Linked DNA regions of Dromaius novaehollandiae: region 1 is linked to region 2. A link is a contact called in public Hi-C data. All regions are on one chromosome and are shown on one strand. The core of a region is the stretch at or near the end of the contact, and the rest is flanking DNA. Distances in the headings are between cores, read along the strand shown. Region 1 has its middle 35 kb from the start of PPP1CB. Region 2 holds the start of PLB1 (phospholipase B1).

The links. A called contact is a pair of places that touch in the nucleus more often than the background predicts.
Region 1: a Hi-C map of liver shows a contact between it and region 2, with 9 times the contacts expected there. The contact joins the enhancer-like site here to the promoter of PLB1 in region 2. A contact is called at or near these places in 3 of 4 Hi-C or Micro-C datasets (brain, liver and ovary).

The regions. Positions count from the first base shown.
Region 1 is chr3:97,276,852-97,283,402 of bDroNov1.hap1, forward strand. No RefSeq gene overlaps it. Among named protein-coding and RNA genes, the nearest start is that of PPP1CB, 35 kb to the left of the region's middle. Within about 2 kb of position 1,605, at least 2 of the 2 cell types and tissues checked have open chromatin away from gene starts, as enhancers often do.
Region 2 is chr3:97,118,993-97,125,958 of bDroNov1.hap1, forward strand. It overlaps PLB1 (phospholipase B1), which reads left to right and starts at 2,732. Exons shown (of 58, transcript XM_026121158.2): 1 at 2,732-2,838; 2 at 6,184-6,224. The coding sequence starts at 2,790.

The DNA.
Region 1 (6,551 bases), core at 355-2,854, 160 kb after region 2:
AACTCAGCTTTGGATACGTGGAGCTTGCGGAACATATGATACATGAGTACCTTGCTTGTTGTTTGGAGTAAAGCTCAAAGATTAACAGAAAAGGATGCTCTTCAAGGCCTATGTAGATGATAGTTGCAGAAGCCTAGCCTTTAAACTAGTGTCTTTCCTGGCAAACTGCCAGCATAGTATCCATTCCCACTGTGCCTGGAAACTTCCCTGCTGTCAGGTTTGTGGGAGATGAACACATCTGTACAAACCTGGCAGGTAGCATTATAGCTAGTAAAGAGCAAAGGCAAACTGATACTGTCAATATTGCACTTGTTTGAATTGTAACTTGACTTGTGCCTACTTTGTAATGTGCAGGAGGATAAATGTGACTCTTGCCCTTGCTTATTTTCACCAATCCGTTGGAAGCCAAATACAGTGTTGTCTTATGTTGGAGCAGAGATGACTACAGCACAACACTTGTTAAATATCTGTGCATCTGAATCATGTGGGCTAATGCTATGCTGTAGAGAGCACTGTGATCTTTTTATACGAAACAGATTGGAGATGAAGCTCATGTTCTGGTGCATACTTAAGTCCCAGTTCTTTGTATGTCTGGAGAGTCCTGGACTGTTATAAGAATGGCCTACTAAGTATGTAGTCCTGCTCACCAGTAAAAAAGGAGCTCAATGAGTCGGTGACAGTCTTGGAATATTTAGGCATGGCCAGGGATTTTTTTTTCTGTACTGTCACCTGTTTGATTCTGCTAATGAGAAACAATTTTCAAGCTATCTCACAGTGCAGCTGAACACTTTTTTTCTCTCTTGGATCGTACAGTGATTTTGCTTGCTTTGTTCCAAAGGTTGGCCAAGGTTTTGATGACAGCATCTAACCAGGTGACTGCATACAACTCATGGGCATATAACCAGTCATTCTTCTCATTGCTTGTATCAGATGATCAAAGCCGAAGGAACCTTGGACCATCTTGGACTGAACACTGGAAAACCATGTGACAGTAAGTTGATGTTGGGACAGTAGATAAATCAGTTATCAAAATAAGACAGAAGTTTTTGCACTTTTTGTTATTATGGGTCTGACAGATTCTTGACTTGAGTGGATTTCTGGAACTGGTAGTGTCTGAGTATCTTCCTTGTAGTTTCCTGAAGTTGCTGGAGAATTAGCAGAGCTATCTAGGCACCTGTTTTATATCTTAGTCTGCCATGTTAAAATACTTAATAGTAATAATCTCAACATGTTAATTGCTAGTAAGGATAACGTTTCATTTTGTTCTGTGTCCTATCTGAACTCAGATTAATCTAGGTACCCATATGTCCAACAACCTGAGAAAAAACAGAATTCAAAATAACTGCTTTCCACAAGCTCTAATGTATGGCTTGTTGTATCTTCCAAGGAAAACTTCTCTCTTGTTGCTGTCCAAAATAGTCTAAATAGGTGGAGCTTTAAACAGTGTATATGTACTACATGTGGCTTGGCATGGCCTCTTTCCTGGGTTCTTGCTGCCTTATTTAACAAACTGCAGCCTGAGCTTTTTGCTTAGCTTACTGCAGACTCGAACTGTAGGAGCAGCCATTATCAGAAAGTAGGTGCTAATTGGTTCCAGCTGCAAAAAGTTGCAAAAGCAAGCTGGTATCTTCAGGCAGGGATTTAAGTTTTATGTTAGAGTACAGAGGCATAGCACTCCCAGGCAGAACTTGTGAAATGAGTACCACATGAAAATCCTGTTGACAAATGATCAGCATGCCCAGATGTTAAGTTTCAGTGTTTTAACTTAACCCAAGTTACTGTCAAATGCAGGAAGTAAAGTGAACAGATGGGACTACAGTTTTTCTAGTCTCTTGCAGATAGTTAAATAAGTTGATACTCAAATATAGTAAGTTAAAATGTTTACAGAAAGCAAAGTATTTTTAAGTTGCTGTTTTTTTCCCCCTTTTATAGAGGTTTGCCTTCTCATGATGCTTTAAAGGTCTGAATCTTTTGGGTACAATACTGTAGATAGGTTTCCAATTAGTTATGGAAAAGGCTTAATAGTATTTTACGAACAAAACGATGTGGCTCATGAAGTGAAGCGGAGAAGCACACAAAGTTGATAAGGCCAGCAAGTATTTTGATGTCATGTTTTTCCTGTCACTTTGCTTTGAACTCCTAGAAAATGTATGGTGATGTGAAAGCTGCAAGGGTTTTACATTGTTCCCTCTGGCTGCTTCCTAGCAGCATTTCTGCAGTTCCATAAATTCATCAATGCCTTGTTGAGTGTGTATACTCTTTGAGAGTATATAAATCCATAATTCTCCATTAGCTAGTCCAGAATATTTTATGTTTATACTTCAGGTTGCCATTGCTGAGTGGTTTCTTGCACCTTCTATAAAAATAGGCCATATCACTTTCATGAAATTTTGAGAGAGGGAGCATGTTCTGAGAATTATGTCTTAATGGATTATTTAAAACTAGAAAGAAAAATAGGCAACTAATACTTTCCATTGAGGGATTTTGGAGTGCTTTACAAACAGAAACAGAAAGCTTCCAAAAGAATTAGAAGCACCATGCTTATTTTACAGGAGGCCTTGTTAAGAGGATGGGGGTGTAAGATTTAAGACTCTATTCTGTTGAAACAGGGATAAGAGCAAACACTTTGTCTTGCCTACTCAGGGCACTTGCCTAATGGGTACAACAACAAACTGGCATTCTAGTCTTAGAGGCTTTTATTTGCCTCTACCAGCTAGGGCAAGAAGGTGCATCATTCCTTTTCCATCCTTGGGTCTGTCTAGTTCATAACCGTATGTGAGTTTAAAGACTTTACGGAAAGGACCTAATGCAGTTACTACAATGATGCCCTTCATGTTAGAATTGATCTAGCATACAGATGCCATCTAGTGGTTAAAGGCTGGTGGATGAAGAGTTATTACTGCAGATCTGGCATTTTATTGCATGTTTATTCTGTAATTTGACTGATGTGGAAACCTTGTTCAGTACTGAAATACATTCATAGGACATGCTCCATAATAGCTCAGAACTTGCTTTGTTGAAACTAGGCTTACCTTAGTGAAAAGTTCAGATTAAATTCACTTAAATTTGGCAAACTTCATGGAGTTTCTTAAAGGACTTTTTCTTTTAATAAAATCAGAGCTGCCATGAAAATTATAGAAAAGCATCAGCCACCATAGGCTTTGTCTTCTGTGATGGTTTCCAGGTTTCTTCATGAGTCTGCAATCTCCTGTTTTCAAGTCTGAATTCAAGTAAGGCAGGTTTCTTCGTGTAAGTTTCCAGTGATTGGAAGTTTCCAGTGATGAAAAGTCTGTAAGAAACACAGTATGTTTACTTCTGGTATAAATCAGTATAACTCCATTGAAAAAAATTGAATTAATTTTGGCTTAGATGTAGAGAGTAAGAGAGACCCTATCAGAATAGGGCTGGTATTAAATTTGTGAATACTCTCTCTATCCAAAATTTTACATGACTTGCATTGCTTTTAACTTAACCATCTCTTCCTATGCTCCACCTATGGCTTGGCATTGCAGGCATACATAGCCTCAAAAGAGATTTGTAGGCCTTAGGCCTGATTTGAGAGAATTGCTTGATACTTTGGTCTAGGCAGGTGCCCATGGTTGCCTACAATGAGTTGTGCTTGAAAAGCTGTATCTACATTAGTGTTAGTTCAGAGCAATGTGTGCTTTTGAAATGAATCCCTCTGTCCCTGCTTACTGGTTTAGTTTGGAGAGCTCATGCCATTGTACACAAATCAGATCTTTTGGTTTAGTTTCATATGAAAGGAATCTGTTTCCAGTGCATGTCCAATGAATGGGGTGATGGATCCCAACTGCTGAGTGGGCCATACTGCTTTGAAGTCCCCCAGCTGGATGGATGAGTGAGCATGGGTGCACTGATAGTATGGTATCAAACATCAAGAGCTCATGTGACCCTCTACAGTGCTTCTCATGCTGTATAAAGGCAAACTGACACCTGCATTCCTGATACTTTCTGTCAACAGTCACACTTCAGTCTTACTCTACTGCTTCTCTCTCATCTGCCCATCATTTTTCATCAGTATCCTTTCCCTTCTTTCTGTCTTACTTTCTGTTGCCCTTTCCGAACCTCTTCAGTCACTAAGGGCTGATTTTCATTGTCCCCCTTTTCTGAGTGCTTTTCTTCCTGATGGTGGCACAGTCTCTTTGACTTCCCAGATGTTCACACATGGTGGCACCTTGGGCTGCAAGGAAATACTCATTTTCAACCTATGTTATGAGAAGGCTGAAATCTCTGGTGGCTGGATAACCTAGCAGCAGGAGGCTGTTCACCTCATGACAGCTGCTGACTGAGAGGCCCTGCAATTGGTATATGCATACAGTTCAAGAAGATTTCTTGAAGACCAGGGCAACAACCAGATTTTGAGGTGGCACAGAAGATGTGTCCTTACTACAGTGATATTGAACAGATTTTTTTGATGGGAGTGTACAGCCTCCTTTGCTAGTAATAAGTGATTCTATCCAGGTGAATGTACTGCTTCCCTATACATGTTCTTAAGGTGAAGGGGGGGCAGGCATGTGAAGCTTCAGGTGGAGCTAGAGTACTGGTCTCAACTGTGTGGGGAGGGGCAGTGAATGTTGCTGCTCTGAGCAGGAGGGTTGCTTCAGACTTTTAAAAGCAGTTCTCCAGAGTTGTGAGCTGTAGGAGAAATCTTCCACATGGCAATTATCTGTCTCGGAAACTGCCTGCTGATTTCTTGCCCTGTGTGAGTACTTAACTCTGTCCCAGGAGCTAAGCAAGTCACACAGCCAGGATGACATGCTCATGCAACCTTTCTAGGCTTCCAAGAGGCTATACAGCCTCTTCCTCTCCACAAATGCAGTAGGGTATGAGCTAATGGCAGTACACACAGCCCCACAAAGCATAGCAGTGGCAAATATTGGTTGAGGTGTCAGTTTGGAATGAAAGGCAGTTAGTTACATGCTGATGTTACAGTAGTGTTCTTCCTCTTCCCTTTTTCCCTCTTCACATTCCAACAGGCCTGAAAAGTTTCCTGGCTGCTCTTCCTCAGTCACACCCTGAGAGTGAGTAGCAGCATAGTTTGTTCCACAGGAGATGCCTTGTACCACTGACTGGTCACTTCAGGATCAGTGGCTTGGATGTCAGGTACAGAGCTGCTACTTCAGTAGAAAGCCTGCAGTCATGGATTGGCTGTGGGCCATGTACCCCCTGGATGGCAAAAGAAAAAGGGTGCTCTGTCCTGCTTGCTAGCATGCTTTTGTTCCAAATATAACATTAGTTATATAGAATGTTCCAAATACATATCAGTCCACTGTGGGGTGTATGTCAGCAGGCATTTCAGGTGGCTGATTACCAAGGGGAGGCAATGCTGGGAGTTATGCTGTTAACAATTAAGGTCTAGGGCAGAAGTGAGGAGGAGATAGAGAAGGAAGACCTTGGTGACAGCCATGGTCAGAGGTACCTAGAGTTATTAGCAGGCCTGACAGCAGTTCTTGGGCAGCTTGTGTACCAGACTGCACACACTGAAGCTCAGGAGCTGGAGAGTCATATCTACAGGAGGCCTTTCATATCCCTCCAGAGTTCCCACCTCATGCTCTTTAGTAGTGACTCATGGCCAGCTGCAAGAAGAGACGAAGAGGAAAGTCAGTTGGATCTCTGTGGCAGCTGCCATACAATCCCCAGTCCTCAGAGACCCTCTCCACTTACCCAGGTAAGCATAAGCTGTGGAGTCTGACACGGCAGTAGACTTTACACACAGTGCTGATTGTTTGGATCTCCCATTTTCCTCAAAACTGTGGGAACGATGCTTGCTCCTTTGGTTAGGCCACACCAGCAAGTTTAGATTATTACTCCCCAGTGGGCCACACTGAACCACTAGGAAAAGATTGTGTTGGCCCACTCATTCCTTTCCTATCTCTTTTCCTGTCCCAAGAGTCCTAGGCCCCATTGGCTCCCCTGAGCTGTCACTGCTCATCCCCTTATGGCTTATGGAGCACTTCTCAGGGAACACATTTTTGTTAGGACACTTGTTGAGCCATTCCAGTTTAACTCAGGTGTTCTGACCACTCAGATTTTGGGAGTTTGCCCAAGTTACCTGGCTTTCTGACTTGTCCATTTCCAGGGTACAGACTGTGAGCCATGTGTAAGGCTGGAAGGGTGTGATAACTCTGAAAAGGGTGCTTCAGCAAAGGCTAAGCTCAGAATAAATGGATTCCTTTTGCTACAGGCTGGAAAGGAGAGGTAGGCCTGAGGCAGAAGTTCTTGTCTCACTGGAGGAAGAGGGGAGGAGATGACTTTCTTGGCGAGGACCTTTTGTTCTGTGGGACCTGATTAGTTGGCTGTTCATCCCAAACTTCTGGAGTCTTACTCCTCCAACATGCAGCAGCACGTCTCTAGTGATATGCTGCTCATCTGTGTGAGACATAAGGGCGGTGTGATATTTTATACGATCTGTTGAGAAACCCTTAGTCCAGAAAGCAAAGTTCTTCAGACAATCTTCTAACCAAAACATGGTAGGGATATTTGATTCTGGGAACCAGACTAGCTTAAGTCTAAAAACTGCTCTGAAACAC
Region 2 (6,966 bases), core at 1,482-3,981:
CCCCAACCGGGGCAACCGCCCGGCCCAGCCCCACGGCGATGCCTGACACTGGCCCCTACCATGGGGAGCTCCTGGCCTCACGACACCTGGACCATGAGTAAATTCCTACCTCTTCATTACCTTTCTGGCCAAAAGAGGCTGGCTGTCAAGCTGTGTGTTGGTCTGGGAGATGCCCAGGTGGAACAAACTCCCCTCTCAGACATGAAGGTGGGAGCTGGGGAGCAGCTGTTTGCACTGACGAGGTCTGTTCTGTGCTTGTGCTGGGTGAGATTAGAGACTCAGGATGTGGAGGAGCTTTTTCCTCTGTCTAGGCAGATTCCTGCTTAAGTGTTACCCTGAATAATATCTAGATGTTTTCACAATTAATATTGCATCTCCATTTCTGAAAAGTTAAGTGGGCATAAGATCAATCTGCAATGCATTCCCTTAAAGAACAACAAATTTCAGTCATGAAGCAACAAAAAGCCAAACTAAACAGCCCTTTGAAGGATGGGCTAGATTGCCTGTGACACCAGGTGTGTCAGAGGTTTAGTTAAGCATTTGAAGCTATTTATTTAAGTAGTCACACATTAACTCTGTAGGAGCTCTAGCTAGGTATCATTAGGTTCAAAAGAGGCTGGGGGATGCTCCAAGGCTTTGCGTGAGGACAGCAGGGTGTTTTTCAGAGGTTGGATGTTAATGCTGTAATCAAAATACAGTGGAGTCTCCCTTGGGAGTGCAGTATCACAGTCTAACTGGCACTTGTGTAGACTCTTTGTATCTGCAAAAGTGACTGGGTTATTGCAGTAGTGTTGTAGCTGGGGTTTTGGAGACCTGGGCACACTGCTTGCATGCCCAGATCTCTGATGCTTGGGTTGACTGTCTGCATACAAGCAACAGTACGGTCTTACTTACAGACTTGCTCTGTGTGTATGCAGTAACTCTTATGCACTGCTTGCTGTGCCTATGATGCACTGTAAGCTCAGTAAGTCCTGAATTACACCTACTGCAGTTTGGCTGAGCACTTGTGGAGCTTGTTCAAGCTGGAAAAACTTGAGCATGAGTGTGATCAGCCCAGGTCTTAAGATCATAGTAGTTTCTGGTCAGTTCAGTATGAAGGTTGATATTTGCAGAAAATTCACTGGCAGAATGGGGACAGTTACCTGTACTGCTTGTGGGCAGGTGGTCTGTCTTGGAAAGGATTTGTGAGGAATGCCTCAGCACAGGAAAATTCTCCAGAAGCAGAACTGGCCATATCCCATGGGCTAAATCTTCACCTGGAGATGCAGAAGTCATGTTTAACATGCCGAGTGCCAGGACTGGTGGCACTTGAGGCTTTGCACTACTTCTCTCAGTGTCTCATGGTTTCTTCTCCCAGTATTGGGAATCATATGGGCTCAGGATGTTTCTATGAGTTTTAACTTTTACCATTCACATCAGATAGCAATAGAGAAATAACCTCCTGCTCTGCTTTCTAGGGGTCTTTCCTCTGTATAATGGCTGGTGCTTGCTCTGCTGGTTCCAGAGATAAAGATAACTCTGGGCAATCACTAAGCAGAGGAGCCCCTCTAGACCCTTCAGAAGTGGTAACATGTCCCTGAGGAAGTGCTTAGTCTCAGAAAGTTGTGAGGGTTATTTACCCTGTCTCACTTCACAGCAGGGTTTCATAGCACAGGGTAGAGCAGCACTGTCTTGCACAGCAGCTGATTGCAGCTTGGGAGGAGGGTGTACTCTCCTTGCTTTGATCATGAGCTTTCTGTGCTCACCTGTGCTGACTTTGAAGTGTTTCACACCTCTCTGGAAGTCAATTAAACTTAGCTTTTTGCAGTTTCAGTGAATTAAATCAGCTCTTAGAAGGGTCTGGTGACTCTGGAGCTGATGGAAGAGAGACTGGCACAGCATTAGGCTGGGTGAAGGCAAGGAAAGAGCAGAGGCAGGAAAGGAGAGAAGAGGAAGAGCACAACTTTCCCCTTTTGGATGGATGTGGGCTGTTACGAAGAGCTCAGCTGCCCCTGTAACCTCAGGAATGGAGTCTCCTTCCATGCCCAACAGAGACAGACTGGTGCCAAACTAAGGTGTAATACATCACCTGGAGGAGCCTTGACTGTGCCAGAAGATGACTTGCTGATTTAAGTGCTAGTATTTGGTGAGACTACTCCTATGAAGTGGCCAGCTGTCTCTGAAAAAAAGGCAAATTCTCAGCAGGGCACTTGACTTCGTTTTTTTCCTGTGAGAGAGTTTGTATGATTTGCATTGTGTGATATAAATAAACTCTGAAAAGTGTAGGACTAGGGTGACATACACTTACACCAAGCATATGCATCTTTTTAAGAGTTCATTTGTTGCATGAGCAATAAAACACACCTGCTATGCACGTCACGTTCTGGATAGCTTTTTTAACCATTGGCAGTAGGCCAAAAACTACTGCTACTTTCAGTTGTGATCAGAGTACTTGTTCAATAAATGGTGTGGCTCATTTCTCATAGATAAGACAGAAAGGATGAGCAGAATAGGGGAAAGAGTGCATAGCAGAGGAGAGAAGTGGGAGAAGCTGTGCCACCTCTGCTCTTCTTGGCCCATAGATGAGGTGATGTATGAACTAGGGTTACACATCTTCTTGAAACAAGGTATGAAAATGTTATCACTGTCAATCTGCTTTCCCAAGGTGAAGAGGCTAATAAAGTTTATGGCTGCTGAGTTATCAACTTTGGTAAAATATAAAGGAGGAAAAAGAAGAGAATTTCTTTGCTAACAGCCATAGAGCCTAAGCAACAGCACTTCAAGATTATCAATTCATAGAAGCACTAACCATGAAACTACTGTTAGGCCTGTTCTTCCTTTGGCTTCTGTCCTCAGAAGGTAAGATTTGAAAGGCACTTTGAAAATTCCAGTTACACAGTATATAGAAACCTATATTTTTGGTTTTTGCAGGGTTAGTGTATACCAGAGATCTTAGAAGTAGGATCAGGAAAATCTGTGAGTAAAATTCTGATCTTGCGTATAGTTTTGGTTATGTTTGATTATTTCACATACAAATACATGTATTGGTTTGCACTGTTCTGGGCACTGACCTCAACTGAGGCAGGCACTAAGGTTTTCTGAAGAGAAAAACATCAAATAATCAGACTAGTAGGCCTGTCCCAAAATGGTGCAGAGGTGCAAGCATGTGCCAGAGGTTTTCTCTGAATTCATGCCTGTGATCATTTGTTTTTTCAGTGATGGAAGGCTGTTTAAATGGGTTAGGCAGTATCCCGACATTCAGGGCATCTTCATTTAGATTCCTGCTTTTCCGCAGACTTTCTGTATACCCCAAGCAAATTACTGTACCAAATAAATAAACAAAAAAACCTCTATTACCTATAGTGGCTCTGTGTATTTTACACTTGGAGCAAGATGCTGACTTTGTAGGTGTTCTAGTACTGAAAATGCTTATTGGCTCTGTGCTTCACCTCTCCACTTGTGAGAAAGTGATATGCAATAGTAGTGCTTTAGCTTACCAGTAGGTTGTGAGGATAAATACCTTCAGAGGATTATAAAGTGCTCTGGCAAATAACTAACTGTTGAGAGGTTTTGTTTCCTGAAATAAGCAGGAGAAATGATCAAAACTCATTTTTTAATTTAGGGGGGGAAATATGCATGGTGACTGGAGTTCCTGTGAAAACTTCATTCATGAAAAAACTGTGACTGATAGCAGCCTGTAAGAATTATTTGTTGCAATAGGTTAACTATAAGAACAAGGGAGGAAGGAGGATAAGAATTTGTCTCCACTATTTTGGGAAAATTGTCAGAGAAATACCTTTATTGGTGATATAGTTGAGAAAATTAAAAGTTAGAATTATTGAACTGCAGAGTAAGGGAGTAACTGTAATGTTGGGAGTGGCAGGAGGTAAAAGACATCCTATGGAAAGCATAAATCCTGACCAAACAAGGAAAACTGAAGAATATATGCTCTGGTAGGTTAACTATATTCAGGCAAGCCAAAAAAGAATCTGAGGGAAAGCAATAAATAATTGCTAAAGGAATAAGAACTAATAAATCCTTTTTCAAATATGCCTGAAACAGGGAGTCTGTAGGGTTGACTGAAATATAAAAGAAAGCTCAAGCTCAGCAGAAAAGCTAAATTGTTTTTTTTTTCCCCTTTAGCATCCTCTGCACAGAAGTTTGAAACAGGCTTTGTGCTCAGAATCTTTCTGTGCAGGGGACAAGCCCAAGAAATGGTAAAATTCTCGAAAAAATTGATGACGCAAGAGGAAAAAGACTGCCAGGACTAGGTGACGTTCTCCCAAGGGGATGTGCCAGACAGAAATATGAGCATGTCAGTGTGTTAGCTCTGCTGCAAACCATTTCTTGAATTAGTGTTGGTATTGGGAACAGAAGATGGCAAGTGTTCAAATTTGCCCCCATTTTAGGAAGATGTGGGGACCTGCAGTGGTAGTTGTACAGTAGTAAAGTTGACTTCTGTACTAGGCAAATTGGTGATACTAGAGTAAAGAACAGAATGAACTGATTCAGGGCAAGTATGGTACAATGGGAAAGCTTCATTGTGGAATTGAAGAAGAAAATTCATGACTATGGGCACATGCCCATGAATAATTCAGCTGAGGTGTATTTGGATTTAAAATTCTTTTGACCAAAAGCTTTTAAAGAAGCTAAGCTGACATGGGATGAGGTTGAAGGGACTTTTATGGGCCCCTGCTTTAAAGATGAAGAATTAAAAATCAGACTAGATTGTAAGTTTTCAAACAGGAAGAAGAGTGGGGGAGAGAATCTGCGGTCTTCTAGTGATCTGTGTTGAGGCATGTGCTTTTCACCATAGTCAGAAATGATCCAGATAAGGGTCTGCACTAGCTTGCTGGTGCAAAATTATCCAGGATACTCAAAATGAGAGCTCAGAAGTAATGTAATGGGCAAAAATTGTCCTAGCTATGCATTCAGAGTGGTGAAAGAGGCAAACAATTTCAAGAGTCAAGGAAAAAGTAGAGAACAGAACAGAAAATGCAGTTCTCCTTCTGTGTGCAAGTCCATAGTTCACCCATGCCTTCTCTAGTCTTTTCACCTAAAAAATCATATTAAAGAAGCCTAGGAGGAGGCTAAAGGAGAAGAGTGATCAAACTTAGGAAACAACTTCAACGTGAGGCAAGATTAAATAGTTTCTTTCTTCAGCCTGGAAGAAAGATGGATGGGAATATGATATAGGCGTACAGACGTATGCAAAATCCTGAATTTTGTGGAAACGGGAATGACTATGGACCAGGCACTGAATCAAGTTATTGGCCAGTAAGGAGTACATTTTTCTCAACACATAATTAAATTACGAAGCTTCTTTGCCACAGGACTGGGGGCGGGGGGAAGCCAAATTGTGAATGAGTTAGAAAAATAGGCAACTTGAAGAAAGGTCTAGCAGGGATTCTTCAACACTAACTGATTGCTTGCTCAGGAAGACCCAGGACCAGTTAGTTGGGAAGTGGGAGGATATAGCATCGAAGTGTAACTGTATTTTCCTTACTCTTTCCCCAAGCATCTGCATCTGGCTGTTGTCCGAGGCAGAGTCCCAGATCAGATGGACCTTCAGTGTGACACAAAATGGCCATTCTTGTGTCTTTGAAATATTAAGGGAGGGACAATTTTTTTTCTTAGTCCTGGAAACTGGACCCTCTTTCTCCCCCAGTGTAACCCTTGGATCTATCCTCAAATATGGTTCAAGTTTGTTGGTGTTAAACATCTCGGAGATGCTGAATCTCTGCACCAGGTTAGCAGTTAGTTTGCTACCCTAGATGTATTGTACTTCACACAACAAATAATGACAGGTCACTCTCTTTGAGAAATAGCAGAAAAGCTGTGTGCTGAAGAGGAAAACAGGTACAAAACTGAAAGTCTTTTTAAGGGCTGTGGAGTATGCGGTTGGTAGATGAGGTTCATAAGCAGTCCGTCACCTGTGTGTATAACTTCATCTTATTCCACTAATTTCAACAGACCTCATCTGCTTATAACTAAAAGTTTATTTCAGTATATTAAAAATTGAGAAAATACGTTTGGTTGTTGGAGTGAACATCACATTTGGAAAGTAGGGTAGAGGAGAAAGGTCACCCCTTTCTCAGGATTGTATAATTCTAGGTATAAGGTATATTATGTCTTCTGAAGCATTTTTCTAAGGTAAGGAAATAGTGCAACTCATTCTCTTAATTTTTTTTTTTTTTCCTGAAGGTAATGCAGATCAAGTCCTGGAAGAACCGGAAGAACTAAAGGTAAAGCATGAGAACAGCTTTATCTTTTTTCCTTTTTTTGATATCTATCAGCCCCTGTCTAGCTGTTACTTCCTCTGAGACAAATAAAAGCAAAATAGAGCTCAGTGGTCTAAATCATTTAATTCTGCAAAAAGAAATGCAAAGCAAATGACTCGGCAATGTAACATTGCAGTTGTGAGATTACACATCCTGATCAGGAAATAAAGGTTTCTCTGAGCAACGTTTGTTATTAGGTTGCATATCCTGTATGTAGGCCTGCTGCGGTTAGCACTTGTTCTTAGATGCTCTGTTGCTCTTTTAGAAAGGCGAGATTAAACTCATCCTTGTGGATGCAAATGGTGCAAAGTGTGGGCACCACTGAAGTCCTCCAACTGAGGTGGTGGGCAGGGACCATGGCGGCCCCTGACACAATGCAAATTTCAGCTTAGTTTATAGTGGTGGTCAGCCAGCCACACTTGGTCACAGTGCTGAGGGAAGCCCCAGGAAAGTCGCCCAGGTGACAAAAGGAAGCCCCTGCGGGAGCGACAGACCATGGGAACATAATGACCAATGGCAAAGAGTCCTCCTAAGCCTCTTCCACTCTGTTTGTAGGGGTGATCTGCAGGGTGGTGCTTTGTAGGTCTCATTTTTAGAGACCTCAGAGGTCTCATTTTTACAGATTTTTGTCTGGAACCAGCAGAGGGGACATTGAAGGGAGATTGCTGGTTTGTCAGTTGTGTGTATTTCTACCATAATTACGATG